Linked DNA regions of Mus musculus: region 2 is linked to region 1. A link is a contact called in public promoter capture Hi-C data. All regions are on one chromosome and are shown on one strand. The core of a region is the stretch at or near the end of the contact, and the rest is flanking DNA. Distances in the headings are between cores, read along the strand shown.

The links. Promoter capture Hi-C pulls out the DNA fragments that hold promoters and counts their contacts.
Region 2: a promoter capture Hi-C map of liver shows a contact between it and region 1, with 4 times the contacts expected there. The contact joins the promoter of Wdr41 here to the promoter of Zfyve16 in region 1. A contact is called at or near these places in 2 of 39 promoter capture datasets (liver and pre-B cells).

Annotation. Positions count from the first base shown.
Region 1 is chr13:92,529,540-92,532,820 of GRCm38.p6, forward strand. Zfyve16 (zinc finger, FYVE domain containing 16) reads right to left here and starts at 1,271. Exons shown (of 18, transcript NM_173392.4): 1 at 1,160-1,271.
Region 2 is chr13:94,974,910-94,978,270 of GRCm38.p6, forward strand. It overlaps Wdr41 (WD repeat domain 41), which reads left to right and starts at 1,435. Exons shown (of 14, transcript NM_172590.3): 1 at 1,435-1,680. The coding sequence starts at 1,630.

The DNA.
Region 1 (3,281 bases), core at 21-2,520:
AAATTGTGAAAGACAGTAATATGATCATGAAGAAAATGTTCAATGTACATTAGAATTAGAATTTAAAAACAACCAAGATTTTTTAATATAATAAAGTATTTGCTTCATTGTATGACTATTTTTAAGTGAATATGTGAAGAAAAAAAAGAATTTCCAGAGTTTTAATTTTCAAAATGGTAAATATTCTGCATTAACAATTACATTTTCTTGAATATTTTTCAATTGTCATTATCTTCAACCATATAGGATACTATGTGTAATTGGCATTATGACTGGGGACAAAAAAATTAGTTTTATTTGTAAGGTAGCTACTTCAAAAGATTGTTTTTGCTCATATTATTATGTGTATAGTAAAAAAATGTAATGGGTATATGTGTACAGCTTTTAAAAACATGGGAAAGGTGAGCAACACTCTTATCATTTTAAGTTTAAAATGCAACAGGGGCCAAAAAAAAAAAAAAAAAAAAAAAAAAAGGACAAAGAAAAATGTCAAAATGGTAAGCGGCTGGTTACTTTTGCACGGTGGAATGGTGACTAGCTCATTCCTAATTCCCTCCTCTAATTTTTAAATAGCTTGCCACTAAATGTGTAGTTTAATATCAAAGAGAAGGGGGAAAAAAGAAGTTATGTGAAAAATCGGACAGACACGATCAAACCACTAAACTTTTGCCAACTCGAGAAATGCCAAACTCAGCCGAGTAAGTGACGGAACCGGATGACATCACCAACTTATTCTTTGAATTAAAAGATGAAGTTAATATTTAAATTTACGGGCTGGTTTTCTGACATGGCTAACCAAGAACATGAGTCTGGAATGTAACAAATTGCAATCACGGTCGCACAAACAGGTTAACTGTTAAAAGTTAAGGTCATCTCTTCAGAGGCACCAAAGACAGCGAGCGAACACTGAGGCATCAGTGAAACGGAGGAGGCGGCGACAACAGGCGCCGCGGGGACTCGCGGGATCCAGTGCGGCCCGACCCGGCCCAGCCCAGCCCGCGATGGGGTCGGGTATCTCGGCCGCACAGAGCCCAGGGTGGCAGGCGGGTCCCGGAGGAAGGCGAGGCCGGGCCGTCGCAGCCTAGCGAGTCCGAGGCCGCCCCGCCCCTCCGCCCGCAGTACGCTGAGGAGAGGCCGGTGGCGGCTCCGAGGCTCTTACCTCCCCACACCCCGCCGAGCTCTCGGGGACTCGACGCGACGCCGCAGTGAGGCGTGAAGAGTAACCCGGCCACGACACCCAGGACAGCGCGACGCCAGCCTAGAGCTCGTCCCCAGCCGACCTAGCAGAGAAGGGCGCAGGCGCAGAGAATGCTTCCCGCTGCCACGCCCCCTCCGGGAGGCTTGATCTATGCGCATGCGCGCTGCTCGGGTCCGAGCCAGTCCACGCGGGCGCGCCGGAAGTGGCCAGGCGACTCCGTTGGGATCCTGCGCTCGGACGCTGTTCCAAGGACGCTCTTCTGCTGGCCTCAGGAGGTGACTAGTGCCACAGCTCAGCTGACCCGGCACTCCGGTTTGCACCAGCCAAATCCAGCGGCCGACACTGTATCTCACCTCCGGGCAGCTCCTAAATGCCGGTCCTTGGGTGAGCGGATTGGCCGACGCCGCCCTGCACTTCTGGCTGTACTTCTGCATTTCCAACCCTCTGTAGCCTCCAGAGCGGCTGCTGTCTAAAACCAGAAGCCAGCTACCCTCTCGGAAGGAGATGCCCGATGCCTCGCGCGCGCTCTCTGCTTCGGCCTTCGCATTTTCACCACGAGTTTTCTAAAATTCAAAGAGAGCGAAGAGAAAATTAGTATCCGGACCAGCTTGGGGACTGCTGGCTCGCCTAGGCTTTCGAGAGATTACAAGCGTTATCGCTGCTGTGATTTGTACTCAAGAGACTTCACAGTCAGAGCTCAGGTCCTCAATTCAGTAATTGGCAACTGTAGTTTATCTTTCAGAGATTCTGCATCTCTACTTCTGGTTCCCCTTCTAAACTCTGATTTTTGCCAAGAGCAAAACTTTTGGTTGTGTAAGGTGACTGGCCTGTTCTTTGACAGACAATGCAAAAGAGATGCTTCGCTTACATTAGCTAATTAATCTTAAGAATAATTCCACAAGGGCTGGAGAGATGGCTCAGCCGTTAAAGGCTAGTCTCACAACCAAAAATATAAGAATAATTCTACAAAGTACAGTGTGTATTTTCACTTTTATACGTTGGACACTGTCACAGATAAAATGGGGCCGTCGTCTTTTTGGAACCTCAATTCAGAAGCAGTGGCTTGTGCATACAAATTAGGGGCAAAAGTATATAGTACAATGTAAGGACAAATAAGAGTTATTTTAAATGAACAAAACAACATTTTAAAGTATATGCAAATCAGTTCACAAAATAGCATGTCTACCACATTTTATTGATGTTCAAACTTAATATAGCAGAAACAGTGTATTCTCCATAAATCTGTTTTACCAATTTGCTTAATTTATAGATGAATTCATTGGTGAGAATAGTGTGGATACTCTCATATCCTGGTGTGGATATAAGTTAACACAAATTCACATATAAAGTAGGACTTTTGAAAGAACCTGCTTAGTAGCCAGGTACAGTAGCCCAAATTCCCTCCCCAGGAACACCTGTAAGGAGAAGCAAGGTAAAGACAGAACTTCCAGAAGGAAAGACAGAAACCAATGGGGACCTGAGAGGGAGAGCAGTCTGTCTGTCTTTCTTGCCTCACTCCTATTCTTGAAGTATGTTCTTGATATTGAAACTATGAATCCAGTCCCCTATTTCCTCCTTCTTTTTTCACTACCTGAATTTGAATTCTAGTTCTGCCACTCATTAGCTTTGTTACTGAAAGCTAGACACTCTCTTAGTAAGAGTATGATACGAATAATGTGTAACCTGAGATATCCACATAGCACAATTGAATCACTGATGATCCTATTGGCTCAGTCCTTTTCATGAATTGTTGGATTCTATTCATGTTGGTATGTTTTATGGTTTGTGTATGCTCAGCTCAGGGAGTGGCACGATTAGAAAGTTTGGCCCTATTGGAGTAGGTGTGGCCTTGCTGGAGTAGGTGTGTCAATGTGAGTGTGGGCATTTAACATCCTCAATCTAGCTGCCTAGAAGTCAGTCTTCCACTAGCAGCCTTCAGATGAAGATGTAGAACTCTCAGCTCCGCCTGCATCACTTCTGCCTAGATGCTGCCATGTCCCTGCCTTAATGTTAATGGACTGAATCTCTGAACCTGTAAGCCAGCCCCAATTAAATGTTGTCTCTATAAGAGTTGCCGTGGTCA
Region 2 (3,361 bases), core at 185-2,684, 2.4 Mb after region 1:
TCCTTCCATGGGTATTTTGTTCCCAATTCTAAGAAGGGGCAAAGTGTCCACACTTTGGTCTTCATTGTTCTTGAGTTTCATGTGTTTTGCAAATTGTAACTTATATCTTGGGTATTCTAAGTTTCTAGGCTAAGATCCACTTATCAGTGAGTACATATCATTTGAGTTCTTTTGTGATTGAGTTACTTCACTCAGGATAATGCCCTCCAGATCCATCCATTTGCCTAGGAATTTCATAAATTCATTCTTTTTAATAGCTGAGTAGTACTCCATTGTGTAAATGTACCACATTTTTTGTATCCATTCCTCTGTTGAGGGGCATCTGGGTTCTTTCCAGCTTCTGGCTATTATAAATAAGGCTGCTATGAACATAGTGGAGCATGTATCTTTCTTACTAGTTGGAACATCTTCTGGATATATGGCCAGGAGAGGTACTGTGGGATCCTCCGATAGTACCATGTCCAATTTTCTGAGGAACTGCCAGACTGATTTCCAGAGTGGTTGTACAAGCTTGCAATCCCACCAACAATGGAGGAGTGTTCCTCTTTCTCCACATCCTCACCAGCATCTGCTGTCACCTGATCTTAGCCATTCTGACTGTTGAGAGGTGGAATCTCAGGGTTGTTTTGATTTGCATTTCCCTGATGATTAAGGATGTTGAACATTTTTTTCAGGTGCTTCTCAGCCATTCGGTATTCCTCAGATGAGAATTCTTTGTTTAGCTTTGAGCCCCATTTTTAATGGGGTTATTTGATTTTCTGGAGTCTACCTTCTTGGGTTTTTTATATATATATTGGATATTAGTCCCCTCAAACTTTGATTTCTATGTGCCAACTAGAGATTGCTTTTCCTAGTCTACATTTTCAAAAGTGTCCAGGTAATTTTTGATACGAAGCCAGGTTGTATAACCAGTCGTGTAACTATTAAGAAAATTTAGAGGCTGACATAGAATGTTTGGAGCTAGAAATGTCGCTCCATGTTTCAGCAGCACAGCCAGGGAACGGATTCCTTCGCTTTATACTTCCTGCTTTGGAAGACAGTCCAGGCAATGTGTAAGAACCGGTTTTGAAGTTTACCGAGCAAGTCTTAATTCCATCATGGCCACCTGCTGGCTTTTATCTTTAGACACATTACTTAATCTTTAAGCGGGTCAGTTTCTTGGTCTGTAAAAAGGGAGGCGTTAGGGTTTGGTACAGTCCTTATTCTGTGGCACACAATGTTGGCTGCTTGGTGTACAAGAACGCCACTAGATTCGTCCAGGAGCAGAAGTCTACTGCAGGCACACCCTCTCCATCTGGCTGTTGGGAAACCAGGAGACTTGCTAGTGTGTTTAAGGGGCGCCGTAGCTACACAGGATTTAGACAAGCGCTGGTCCTGCGGCGACATGGCCGCAGCGCACGCCCACTAGGGGGCGCCCGAGCGACCTGAGCTCTTGCGCCAACCGCGCGGCGCCCACGCGCGTGCTCACTGGGGACGCGGAACCTCCGCCTCCGCCGTCGCGGCCTTCAGTGCGGGCGCCCCAACGAGACTTCTGTTTTCCCGCTGCCTCGCCCCAGGCTCACTCGGCCGCAGCCCCAGCACCTGCGCCGCGGCGGCCCTCGCTCCGTGGGCCGCGGACGCCCCGGCCCGATGCTGCGCTGGCTGATCGGAGGAGGCCGCGAGCCGCAGGGCCTAGCCGAGGTAATGCGCGGGGGCCCGGGGGCGGGGCCGGGGCGGGGCCTGCGGCGAGCGCCGGAAGCGGCTGCTCAGGGCCACCTGGCCTCTGCTAAGAAACTGGGACTTAACTACAAACCAGCAGGAGTGACTGCCACTCTTGATTTATTTGAACCGATAAGTCTTCTCAGCCGGGACTCGAATTTGCTTAAGGAACGTAAATTTAACTAGTTGCTTTCCGAGAAGCTAAGTGAGAAAATGATTTCTGTTTATTTAGTACATGTATGGTCTCATCGTCACATTGAAAAAATAATTTTGTCACCTTAAAAATGTTGACATCTGAAATTTACTTCATGTGCCACACAACAATTTGTGTTACACTTCCTTCCTTATAGGAAGCATTTTACAGTTTGGATTATTGCAAACTTGGCAGTTTTAACTTCCTCATAGCTTTGACATTGACACGTGATTTTTTTAAATCACTTATTTTATATAATTTGAAGTCCTTAGGGTTATGGAAGAATTGTGGATTATTGAATGGACACATAACATATATTTGACTATTTGCTTATTTAGTGAATACACTATTTTATTCAGTTCTGTCATACCTGGTAAAACTCTCACATAATTGAGTGACAGCTAGAAAAGAGACCAGATAAATGCAAAACCATCACCATGGGATAGCATGCTGGATCTTACGTTTTCTTTTCCACACAAAAGTACTTCAATTGTGTAACTGCCTTGAATATGTACACTATAAGAGCTGGTGATTTTTCCTAATGAATGAGAGAACATTACTTATGAATTACAGTCAGCCTTCCAGTCTAAGTGATTCTCAGTCCTGGGGTAATCTTGTCCCCAGAGGATAGTACAGTGTCTACTGTTGGCCATGGGTAGGTGTGATGGGGGCACTGTGTATAGAAGAAGGATGCTGCTGTCTATCCTAACACCCAGGAGAGGTCTCAGGAACAGAAACTTAACGTAGTCCAAACTCGCTTGTCAGACTTAAGAAACCTTGGTTAAGAACAAAGCTTCTTATGGTGAAATTGTACTGAATTTGCCTCCAGAAAGGGGGCCAATTGAGACTTCCCCTGTAGAGTTAAGTTACGAGGTGTGTGTCGTTAGCACAGGCTGCTGTGCTGCCTTCTGGAGGACTCTGCATGCAGGACCTGTCCCCCAGTCTTGTCGCCCAGAGGACACATGAGTCTGCTTTCACTACTACATTTAATCATTAAAGCAGACATCTGAGTGCTTGCAGTGGGCTGCGTTTGTCTGTATTTGATTCATTTAGTCTGCAGCTTTGTTTCTAACAAAGCGTGTGTGTGTGTGTGTTTATGTGTGTTTATGCGTGTGTTTCTGTGTGGGAGTGCACATGTTGAATGTTTGAGTGTATGCATCTGTGTTTGCATATGTCTGTCTGAAAGCATTGTGTTTGCATGTGTGTAAGTATGCGTGTATGTGTGAGAGAGTATGTGAATGTGTGTGAGAGAGAATGTACATGATAGCTTGTAGGGGTCAGTTCCTTTCCTTCCATCATGAGGGTCCCCGGGACGGAGCTCAGGTCATCAGACTTAGTGACAAGTGCCTTTACCTGCTGAGCTAGCTCCTTGGTCCTAACAAACTTTGATTGAGAAACAACAGTTGAGTTGATTGGCCCAGTAGTTTTAAAGTCGGGTTTATTGAGACTCAACAAAATAAAGTTTACTCT